2 separate regions of the Danio rerio genome follow, and region 1 is linked to region 2. The links are chromatin contacts, called in public Micro-C maps. All regions are on one chromosome and are shown on one strand. Each heading gives the region's core, a stretch centred on a gene start, on an enhancer-like site or on the middle of the called end of the contact. The rest is flanking DNA. Distances are from core to core; before and after follow the strand shown.

Region 1 (6,409 bases), core at 2,782-5,281, 130 kb after region 2:
CTACGTGCTATGATTTAACTTTTAGTGACCTGCTGGTGATTCTGAAATTGAATGAAGCTTTCCTGTAATTATTAATATACACTGTTGGAATCGCTGACTGGTTTTTAATTTAGGATCCGTCTCTCTTTAATTAAATGGATTCTGATGAAATGAAATGAAAATGTCCTCACACTAATGTTGAACGTGAGACAAGACAAGAATATTGGAAAGTTTCTGCAATAATTAGGAAGAAAAACACTGGATGTTTTTCTTTAACATTCTTCAGTATATCTTCCTTTGGGTTCAAGAAAGAAACTCAAACAGGTCTGAAATAAATGGAGTGCAAGTTAATGATGAGAGAATTGGTTTTATGCACAGCCAGTGTTTTTCAGCCAATGTTGAAAGCATAACGTGACAATTTTCAATTCTATAAGGTTTCTTTTACAGCATTGATGTTGTAATGTAATTAAAATTTAATCAGCTAAATAGACTTATTCATTCATTTTGTTCAAGTGTAAAATGAGCTGAAAGACAGTGTTAATGCTAGGGCCGTCAGGATCAGCAGGCGAGTACAGAAACTCCATTGAAAATACTGGGGTAAAATAAATGGTTTTAATATTTTAATGACATGGTGGGGGAAATTAAGTTTAATGCAGTGCTTGCCTGGTCTGAGACCCACTTTATATCGTATAACTATCCAGCAGTGAAGATCACAGATTTTTAAAGAAATCAGACCTAAAACGTGGCGAACGAGGCACTGAGGCTGGCTGGCTGAAATTAAATATCTGTGTGCATATACCCAATTATTACTTTGGGGCAAACTCAAAATGTACAAAGCAAAGTGTTTTCTGAAATATCATTAACAACAAATATATGAGCAAAAAGAACAATCTTGTCATAATTAATCACTAATATAATCATAATAACTAATATATTAATCAAATTTTTGTATCTTTAATCCCACAGCATCCTCACCATCAAGGTATGATCTCTCACAGATACTCACTATCATGTTTTAATGTAAATGAAAAGCAGCTTGAAGCTAAAAGTATGAGCAGAGTTACTCATGAACTGCATGCCTATTGGTAACATTTAAGATTAGAGAGCTCTTTAATATGAATTCTATGGGAATTACTATCAGAAAGCTCCGTAATACAAATCTTAATGTCTGGGTAAATTAAATTATTACTTGAAAAATTAAAAACAGAGACTTTTTACTAGTAAAAAGTACATTTTAGAGCTCTGTTATTGCTTTTCTTTACCAAAATGAATTGAATTAGAGTGTTCTTTTATTACAAGTAGCAGTAATAAAGGAGGGGTCTCTAACCTGAATCAATGCAAGTCAAATTTAATTGTATATCCGTTTAATCAGGATTCTTAGTAAAGATTCAATTATAGAGATCTATAATTAAACATTAATGGAAATGAATGGTTACATGACTAGTAAACAAAATAATTTTAAACTGGAATTGTTTAATTTAGAGATCTCTTTAATTGTAATTGTTAAGAACTGATTAGATAGGCTTTCTAATAGGAATTGATAAGAGTAATCATTTAATAGTAGATCCCTGTAATGAATTTGTAACTAAAAATGCATTTGTAACAAATAACTTTGTAAGATTTTAAGCTTAAATGGCTTGCCATATGCTGTGTGTAGCCATATGCTGTTCATAGGAGTCGCAATACCAATGGAAAAAACCCTTCCTATGGGTTAAAATCCAATGGAACAAATATTGTCAACATGGAAAGGCTGATAGCTTTATATTTGCATGTTATTTTTAAATGTAACTACACTGTAAAAATATGTAAACAATTAGTCATGACAGCATATGTTTTTAGTACATTGAAACTTATTAAACAATGCTATATTCTAACTTAATTTTTAAGTTATGCAAGCACTTTTAAGTCAGTTTAACAAAATAAGCTCAATAGATTCATGAGATTAATCTGATTCAGCTTTAAATTTTGAGGCAACCAGGATTTGTGTACAGTTTATTAATTACCATTGTTATCTTTACCTTCCCCTCATCAAAACATTCAAAATATGTACGTTTGGTGTGCCACCAGGAACAGAGTTGGGAAACACTGTTCTAAGTCATCGATTTCTCTCTTTTATGCTGAAGCTCTACATGAGCACCCTTTGCAAGCCTCGTGAAACACTGGTTAAAGTTGAAGACGAGTTCTCTGAGGTGATACTGGGTCATGTTGTGCCCTCATGTGTCCCTCTACAGCGCTGTGGGGGATGCTGTTCAGATGAGGCTATGGTGTGTGTGAATGTGGCCAAACACACCACCATAATTCCGGTAGTCAACACAAGCTAGTGTATAGGGATATGTTTAATTCAGCATATAACAGCGTTTCCTTTCCTCGTGTTTTGTCTTGTCTTGTTTTCTCATGTTTTGTCTTTTTTCGTTTTTTGTTTTGCTTCAACAAAACGACAGTTACAGCAGTATGCCACAGATTCGGAGGGGAATATGGCCGGGAGCATCATCGAGCTGCCGTTTGTTGAACACAGCCAGTGTCAGTGCAGGTAATGGACAATTTTATGCCTTTATCAGATGTATTGATTGCCATTAAGAGTTTTGACGAACTTAAACGGTCATAGAACGTCCCTAAAATCATGTATAATGTTCTTTCTTCTCATGAGTAGTAATAAATAATACTATTATTCTTTCCTCCTAACAGGTTCAGAGACTAGTTCTGATGAAACAGCTTATCTACATACAAGTTTTTCAGTGTTATTTAAGGAATTATTTAATATTTGTATTATGAATGTATAATTGACAGCATTATTGAGACCCCAGATTAATAAATGGAATAAGCCGAAAAGATAATGAATGAATGAATATTGAGATTATGTGTAAACAGTTTTCTTTGTTCTGTTTTCATCGGAAGGGTTATGATTTTAAAGTGGATGATTTTATGAAATGTTTTATCAATGATAGTCACAGCTTTTAAGTCCATGTCCTTTAGTTAAATTATTTTTATGGTAATACAGTGAACTGTACTGCGTGCATTTTGGGAATTAAAGCAAAAGTTGTTTTATTTGTTAGAAGCTACACACAGTTGATCACCACATTTCTCTCAGTCACAAGTTTCAAAGCTATTAAGAAGAAAACTCTGTTCAGTTCAGTACATTTACTTCATTTCATTATCATTTACTTCATTATTATTAAATATGTTCTGCTAACACAATGAGGAAGGCCAACACAGGTCAAAGACACAACATCACATTTTGGTGATTGCACAAAGTTACATTTACATTAAGTGATTTTATATACACTACTTGACAAAAGTCTTGTTGCCTATCAAAGTTTTAGGAACAACATATAATAACTTGACTTCTAGTTGATCATGTGGTATCAAAAGTGGCTTAAATAAAAGGCAAAGGCCTCTAGATTACACTTATTTGACCAAAATAAAAGTCTTGTCACTTAACAGAAAGAATGTGCAGTATAGAATATAAAGTCATGGTGCAGTGGTAAAATAATTAATATTGTGTGTATGACTCTCATAAGCTTGGAGGACTGCATCCATACATCTCTGCAATGACTCAAATAACTTATTAATAAAGTCATCTAGAATGGCAAAGAAAACGTTCTTGCAGGACTTCCAGAGTTCATCAAGATCCTTTGCATTGATCTTCAATGCCTCGCCTCCTTCTTCATCTTACCCAAGAAATGCTCAATAATGTTTATGTCTGATGACTGGCCAGGCCAATCTTGGAGCACCTTAACCTGCTTTCCTTTCAGGAACTTTGATGCGGAGGCTGAAGTATGAGAAGGAGCGCTATGCTGCTGAAGAAATAACCCTTCCTTGTGGTTTGTAATGTAATGAGCAACACAAATGTCTTGATACCTCAGGCGGTTGACTCTGCAGATTTCTCGCATGCCCCCATAGTGAATGTAACCCCAAATCATGATTTTTTTTCACCAAACTTGACTGATTTCGGTGAGAATATTTGGTTCATGCGTGTTCCAATAGGTCTTCTGTAGAAGTTGTGATGATTGGGATGCGGCTCAACAGATGATTCATCTAAAAAATAAATTGACCTGCAACTTTTCCAAATGATCAACTAGAAGTCAAGTTATTATTTGTCAGATAGTGTAGATAGAAAACATTTAATGCAAGTAAAACTGACTTGTGGAAAAGAGTATGTCAAAATGGTTGAAAAAATGTTCCATCATTTAACATAACAGATGGATAATGTAATCAAAAATTATTCTGATCTGTATTTAGTATATTACAGTTTATTTATCCATTCATTTTCTTTTCGGCTTAGTCCCTTTATTAATCCGGGGTCGCCACAGTGGAATGAGCATCCAACTTATCCAGCACATGTTTTACGCAGCGGATGCCCTTCCAGCCCAGTTCACCTGTACCACATGTCTTTTACACCACGAGGAAACCCACACGAACATTGGGGAAAATGCAAAATCCACACAGAAATGCCAACTGACCCAGCCGAGGCTCGAACCAGTGACCTTCTTGCTGTGAGGTGAGCATGCTACCCTCTGCTCCACCGCATCGCTGTTTTATTTATTTTATTACAATTGAAATGAATAAAACTTGTGGTTTTTAATAATAAATGTTTAAAACATTTTATAAAGGAAATTAATTTTATTTTCATGTCATTATTATTTTATTTGTAAATAAATATTGTTGCACTGAATGCTATTTTAGTGTTTGTTCTATGCATATCATAAAATATCAAAATATTATATTAAAATAATAGTGATAAAAAAGTAATATTAAGAAAATAACGCTTTTGATTGATTTAATGCTTGAAACCCAATTTTCTTCGTTGACCCACAAGCAATTCTAATGCAAGTAAAGTGTCTATTTAATGTTTCAAATAATGTTTGTGAAAGTAGTATGTCAAAACGGGTGAAATAATGTTGCATTATTTACTACATTTTATTACAAATGAAATGAAAAAATGAATGAAACTTGGAGTTTTTAATATTAAATGGTGAAAACATTTCATAAAGGACATATAATTTATTATTTTTTTATTTTATTTGTAAATAAACATTGTTACTTTTTGTGTCAGTCTTATGTAAATCAAACTAAAATGTATTTTATTAAAATAATTGTAATAAAAATACTATGAAAAAAATAGCTTTTGATTGTTTTGATGCTTGAAACACCATTTTTTTTTTGTTGACCGCCAAGCTATTTGTTTAGCAAATTTCTTATCTTAAAAAAGATTGGTTTGACCAGGGAATTATTTTTGTTTAAGATTTACTAAATAGCAGTGATGAGATTTATATCTATCAGGACATTCTTTCTAATAATAATGATTATAATTTGATTGTGAAAAGCATCTCTAATAAACTGCTTTACTTGATGTAAATTCATGTTATTTATAACTCAGTCTTAAAGCAAATTCCAAAAACTCTACTTGGTGGTATCAGTATCCTAGATAAAAAATAAATAAATAAATGTAATACCTTCCATGTCAGAAAATGTCTAATTCAAAATAGTAGTATTTTTGAAATATTCAAAATAGCCATTTTGAAATGGAAACTATATATATTTTTTACCTTTATAGGTTATGTTCAACAAGAAAAAAATAATTTTAATTGATTTAAAATTATACATCTTAAAAAGGCATTTCACCACAATGTTCTTTTTGTTTACATCTATTTTATATACTTGTAAGTTTTCTGATTATTTTTGGAAACAGGTTTTAGGGTTGATTTTTGATTAATTTTACAATATAATTACCTTTGACGAATACATGATTCTTTTTTTTATTGTAAAATTGTGTGGCTATGATACACTCAATAATGCTTTAAAGTTGATAATTTTTCTTGGGAAGTTTCACACACACATGGCAAAATTAATGTCTATTAGTCCCTCCGTTAATTTGTTCTGTAAAGATTTAAAAATAGTTAATAATTCTTTGACCTCAATTACAAGAAACAAGAAGGCTATAAAAACCTCAAAAAACCAAATCTGTACAACCAAATAATTTAAACAGGATGGATCCCTCCATGTAGCATTTTTTATTTAATGTATGTTCTGCATCAATAAGTTTTGTATGACTGCTACATATGTTAGCGTGTAATCTTGTATACTTGTCAGTTATATGCTTCAATAAAAATATAAGAATAAAAAAATAAATGAAAAAATTCTTACCTTCATAACTTCAAGCATAGTAATCGCAGCGCCACCTTGTGTTGACTATTAACCGAATTTTCTGCAAAGGATACGTGGCAGTGACGTCAGTATGTTTGTCAAGACCCGGATATTATTTACAGCCTGCACACAGTTCAGCCATCAGAGAGGCAGAGTGGTGAGAAATGAATCTTTGTATCTTTCGTCTCACGTGCTGTCATTCAGCTTCCCATAAGTTACAACAAAGCTGCTCAATTGTTCACAAATGTTTGACGTTTTTCACAGTTTGAACGGTGTTAACATATTT
Region 2 (6,374 bases), core at 1,989-4,488:
TTTTGTCTTCTCGCACCACTTAATCAAAGTGTATGGTTACAGAAAGACAGCCAGATCACACTACAGGTGCAGACTCCAGATGTTTCATTTAATACACAAGCAAAAAATAATAAATATTTTTATGCAAATACTTAAATATTATTATTTATTTAGTAAAAAATTATTATGAAAAAACAATTACATTATGTAGTTTCAAGGACTTTATCCAAAAATTGCAGCACCCATACAAATTCTATAATGTCAATATTTTTTAAGCCTCATAAAAAAAATTGAAATGATCAGATGAATTACTAATTTCAGATTGTGTAAAGAACGGAACACAGCAGAAAATGTTTCAACTGTGGACCCAAAAATGTGATGGACACTGACTTGCCGTGATTATTGTTCTGTGAAGTTGTAGGTGATCATGGAAAAGTCAGTTTTTGTTTGTTTATTTTAACATCCTGATTCCCTTTTCTTTTGTACTTCACTAGCCTAAATAACCATAACGTAAATAGCTGGGTCCGTCATGTTATAGGGTCTCCTTGAAATGTTTTCATGTTCTGAGCTTTACTTAAATTGTTTGCGTTCTGAGAAAATGCAGCGCATTTCCAGAAATTGTTTGCGTTATTAGAAAATGCAGTGCGTTACTGTAAATTGCGTTGTGAGAAAAAGTAAAGCGTTTACGTAAATTGTTTGCTTTGTGGAAAAATGCAGCACATTTTTAAAAAATTGTGAGAATTTGCAGCCCCCCACAAATAGTTTTTTTTTTTTTGCATTTTGTTTTTTACTTTTTTTTTTGGATAAAATGTGTAGCATATTTCTAGTGCAAGATAAAATATTACACCAAAGATAAAACCAATGATTTATAAGTAAACATTTCTCTGATGTTTACAGCATCCTGCATTCTCTTTCTCATGACCACTTTTTTTGCCATTGTCTCATTTACTGTACATAAATTCCCATGTGGGTCTTGCTCTGTCACATGCAGTGCATACTATACACAACAGTGATGTGACATTCATGTAGTTGATGACTTAAACGAAGTCAATCAGAAACATGATTAAACCTGTTCCACAGGTTTAGCTCAACACTGCAGCTTTGTAAATGAAAAATTATATACATTGCGCTAGGGCTGGGCCGATAAACCATATTATATTGAATTGCGATAAAATTAATGTCAATAACAATGATAAGCTCTGGACCTTTTTTTTACTTCATATTGATCTAAGAGCTTTCCTCCGGGTGCTCTGTTTCCCCCACAAGTCCAAAGTCATGTGGTACATGCGAATTGGGTAAGCAAAATTGTCAGTAGTGTACGAGTATGAATGGGTGTGTATGGATGTTTCCTAGTGATGGGTTGCAGCTGGTAGGGCATCCGCTGTGTAAAACATACTGTATGCTGGATAAGTTGGTAGTTTATTTTGCTGTGGCGACCACAGATTAATAAAGGGACCAAGCCGAAAAGAAAATAACTGAACGAATGATCCAACAGCCAATCACAAAGCAGAAATGTGCAACAATGAGAATCTGGAAGAGTGTTTAATATTAGAGATGCACCAAATTTTTGGCCACTGAAAATTTATCGGCCGAAGATATGTTACGCCAGTTAATGGACTCTCTAATTTTTGCAGATTCAGTCAATGTTGAGGTACTCTTTTAAATCGGGAAACATTAACAACTGATATCGAATTAAATATAATTATCGTTCAATATGGAAAATAATTATCGAGATTGCATTTTTGCCATATCACCCAGTCCTAAATAAACAACGTGAGAGAATGTTAGATAGGACAGTACAAGACTGAATGTTCTTCTTAGGTGGAAAAAAACAAACTAATGCAAGTGATGCGTCTCTTACTTGACAGATCTTTGCTGTCCTCCTCTTGCTCTATTATTTGCAGTGAGGGTCTGGTGACTCCTGGGATGTCCGGGAGGCAGCAGGGTGGGGTGCGAGCGATTGGAGAGTTTCGACATTCCAGCAGAAACTTTCGATCATAGATAATCCGAGTTCCTGCAGGGAAGATATCAATATTGGTTTAAGGGAAAAGAAAAAAAATGTTGGCACAAGCTGAAAGCATTTTTGCTTCGAGAAACGAGCTTCCTGTTGAGTTCAGCTCCATCTCTAAATACAGAAAAACATGTTGTGTCATCCAAGTAAATGTAAAGTTTGTCTAATGGAAATACATGCAAGCAGTGATTAAAACAAGGCGTCCCTGTTTAGATGTCCTGTAGTAACCCAAGGAGCGAGGAAATTGAGCAACATCGCCCTTTCTGCATAAAGAACCAGTGAAATTGGACTGCCTGAGGGTTGGCTTGATATGAAAAAATCCAAAACATGAACTCAAATCGGAAGGCTTACAAAATGAGTTATAGCAGGGTATCTTTTTAAATCAATATGATCTGCATGATTATGATTGTGCCTGAGATATGGTCACAGCTGACAGGTTTATATGAATAAATTGTGCTGTAACAAACTAAACCAACTTTGCAGTCACATTTCTCCATGTGAGTTTTCCCATGTGATCAGTATTGAATCTGGGTGTTAAGTTATAGTTTATAAATGTGTTTTAAGTTCAAGAAAGTCTATTAACATTCCTTTATTTATATTTTAATTTTTAAACTGTCTCCTGAATTTGCTGTACATATATTTAAACAAAAGGTTAGTGCAATTTAAAAAAGGTGGACAAAAGTTATAGATAACGTTAAGGTCCAGAAAACATTTCTATTTATCAAATTTCGTAAATTATCATAAACAACTATCTATTTTACGACGCAATTGTTCAGTTTTAGACAGTATAGTAAAGAGATAAAATGTGGTTTAAACCTATTGCAAAAGTGCTTTGAAGCACAAGTGCATCGGTGAGAAAAAAATTAATCGATTTGTCACTGCTCACAGGACTGTTTAAGTTGTAAACAGCGCATAGCCTGCGGCATATGATTGCGCAGTCGAGCTCACGTCATACAAAAACAAAGCGTGCACGGGTAACTTACGCAGAGAAACTTGCACAAAACTAAACCACTCGTCTAGTACAATACACTTATGATACACGAGGTCAAATAACTCACCGCCGGGGGTTGTTGAAAACACAGTTCCTCCTGGTGTCTGACTGTAACTGTCCGGAAGCGGAGACCAGCTCTTCTCATGAATGGAGCGGCTTGGGATCGGGCAGGTCGACGAAGCTTCACTGTTTGACATGATTTGTTTAAAGTTAGCGAGTCTTTCACGTACACACAGCAAAGTCTCGGTTCATTTACTAGGAGCGCTGCGTGTTTCTGTCCTCCACATGTTTATTGAGAGGGGGGGCGGAGATTTGTCACGTGACATATTCGGCCAATCAGAAACAACAATCACACTCCGTACTAACAGCGCTGAGGCCCTCGATAAGGAGCAAGCGCTTAGCCATTTCACGGAATGCAAGCTCCATGAACTGCACGAGTCAGTCGGAGCGAGGACACGGTGAAACAAAACAACGCGTGCAGTGCGAAAAGCCTGACCTACCTGAGGAATAGTCACCTCGACTTGACCCAAGGTTTCACTCCCTGAACTGGCTGCACATCTGGACATTTTCTGCATGAAAGACATGAGCTGTGCTGTATCACGCTTAGATGTGCTGCCTATATTTGTTGGCACCTTAACCATTTTAAAAGCCCGAAATTGAAGAAAAAACACCCTTTACGTGTCCCCATTGAATGCATATAAAGTGAAAAAGGGACATGTGTTTTTGACCTTGTGTTTGTTTGGGCTAAAATTTTTAATTGAGCAAATCTAAATGTTTGCTGGGTATAATGCTTTATAAACACATCAACTATAACACAATAATTATAATTATTCATTTTTTTTCTCTTCACTTTTGTCAATTGGTGAAGCTTGTATTTTGCCAGTGTGGCCACTGGCTTGCTTGGTTTGGGATGTGTGGAGATGCACATTGATGGATTTGCTCTTCAGTATTTGGACATTCAGCAGTGAAATTTAAATTACACTGAACTGAACTTAAACTCCGAAAACTGGACTGACATTGTTTTAATTTACTAGAACTTCTATGTAAAGCTGTTTTGACACAATCTACATTGTAAAAGCCCTATAGAAATAAACATGAATTGAATTGAATCATGAAATAGAATTCATACATTGCATGTAAGATTTCCCCCCTAAGACTAGCACATTATAAATTTAGGAGGATTTAAAAATAAACTATCCAAATGATACTGGCATGCTTCAAACAATTCACACATTTCACAAATTATGGAATGTAGTTAACAAAGAAATGTGCTTAAATATACTTTATATTTTGTAATCACAAAAGTTACTCCAAACAATGTTTACCAAGCTGTTTTAAAATTGGAAACGTTCAAAAAAAAAACCCATTTATTTTAGTATTCTTTACACAGAAATAAAATTCATAATGTACAAAAGCTAATCTTACTACCCCTGAGACCCAGCATTGTAAAACTACAACACTGCCATACGCTCAAAATGTAGTATAATCAAAGCATTCAACACTGCCTTCACATCTGCATCTAGATATTGGACTAATCAAAGAAGTTTCTAGAAACTTGTTACCTAAGTGCTGATTTATCTAGTTTAATGAAACAAAATGATGTTTTAATGCAAGTTCTCAGGTTGTGTGAGTTCATGGCCCATTAACTAAATCATTTATCCAATGATAGAATAAATCTACTATCCCATAGCATTGCAATAGGACTTTTTATTTGTGTAAAACTGGTCTTAGAGAGAAAAAAGGTTTAAAGAGTTTAAATAAGTACAGCTAAAACGGATGTTGTAATATTACAGGTTAAAGTTTAAATTCCTGGTAGGTCATCCTGACATTATGGTCAGACTTTCAGAACACAGAGAAATGTGCAAACATGTCCATTTACATGCCAAAATAATGTCTTAGAGAAGTTAGAAATCAAACTAGTCCTAGTACAGTGTGTGCCTTAATGTACCAGCGTGCCTTATTTTAAAAACATAACAGGCAACTAGTATCATAAACTCAACGGACTGAAATAACTTTCACACCAGATACATTTCCAACTTTTTATTGAATATTAAGGTAAATATTTCACATTAATACAAGCTACATAAAGTAGAGCCACTATACGACATGAAATTTACTCTCATTTTTAACCCTTTTTTCAGTATGTAAACAATTATACAGGTATTTACCACTCTAAAAGGTCTGATTTCATTCTTTACGCAATCATCTAGGTCTTGGCCAAGTATAAATAGCGCACTGTCCTATTGAGCCCTGCCGACCAAGAACACTTTTACGTGGGGCTTATATGTCAAAATGGCTATACTACTCAGTATGTATCCTGTTGAACAGGCAATCGATTTGTTCATAGACCGTGGTAAACACGTTAAATCCCACACTGGATTCTTTCTTTTTAGTTAGGCACATCGAGGGTGTCCGTCTCTCAAATTTCTGAACTTGTTTTAACATTTTTGGGGGGACACATCTAGGTTAATACCACGTCTCAGTAATTAGGTAATTATCTTGTTCTTTTTAACGTGTTTCTTGTTACTGCTCCTAGGCCTCTCGATCACAGTTTAGTTGACATGATTCAGATGCACATTTCCCACATGTGGAGCCCAAGTGCCTGGCCATACCTGCAACAACAAGATCGCAAGAGTCAGGACAACAAAAAAGCAGCTTCTAATTTATAAGCTCTTTCAGTCGGGGTTGGCAACTACCTGCTGTGGGTCTGCGTTCTCAGCAGAGTTGGGTACAACCTTTAGGATGGGGTTCCAGGCAGGGTCAGAAGTGTGAAGACCGTTGTAGACAGGGCCTCCAGGACCCTCCGCCATCTGAGGGTGAGGAGGGATCATCGTGCCACCGTACATTGACATTGGCAGCCCCTGAAGAGTTCACAAAACACAAGAGTTGCTGTGGAGGTACAAACTGAAATTGCCCTTTTTGTGCAGAACTAATGGAGGGTTCAGACTGCACTTGAATTGCATTCGGCGACAAATTGCAAAATCAGCCAATGCAAGAGCACTATACAGGGTAGTGGGAGGTTTGGGGAGGAATTATATTATGTATCAGACATACACTGCTTTAAATTTGATGTCAATCCATTTGCCCAAATCCCTTTAAAGGAGTGAGGAATTCGAATAGATAAAGAGAATCTAAAGTATCTGCTGGTTGACACCCACTAAAAAAATGTGGCATGAGGAGAAAAAAATGTACTTTCTACTTGTTTTTTTTTTTAGTTTTTTGGATACTTTATCATGGTCAAACAATGTAAATGGCTTAAAATCCTATAGGTATTTTGTCTACAAAGTATAACGTTCACTTGTAATTATTAAAGTATTCAAGTCTGTCAGTTGAAACAATTTATTTATTTTTTGCTAATCTTAGCCAATTGTAATTGTTTGTTTTGGTTCAATT

The links. Hi-C and Micro-C count contacts between places; a contact is called where the count stands out from the background.
Region 1: a Micro-C map of caudal fin shows a contact between it and region 2, with 4 times the contacts expected there. The contact joins the promoter of stx5al here to the promoter of eif4ebp3 in region 2. A contact is called at or near these places in 2 of 18 Hi-C or Micro-C datasets (caudal fin and embryo) and 2 of 4 datasets of contacts at active chromatin or transcription factors (embryo and gastrula embryo).

Annotation. Positions count from the first base shown.
Region 1 is chr21:29,621,986-29,628,394 of GRCz12tu, forward strand. stx5al (syntaxin 5A, like) reads left to right here and starts at 4,032. Exons shown (of 12, transcript NM_199630.2): 1 at 4,032-4,477; 2 at 6,193-6,280. It also overlaps a transcript of rce1b not described here.
Region 2 is chr21:29,492,558-29,498,931 of GRCz12tu, forward strand. eif4ebp3 (eukaryotic translation initiation factor 4E binding protein 3) reads right to left here and starts at 3,239. Exons shown (of 3, transcript NM_001007354.2): 1 at 3,049-3,239; 2 at 1,841-1,993. The coding sequence starts at 3,178. It overlaps ankhd1 (ankyrin repeat and KH domain containing 1), which reads right to left. Exons shown (of 35, transcript NM_001199768.1): 34 at 5,678-5,842; 35 at 5,007-5,593. The coding sequence ends at 5,534.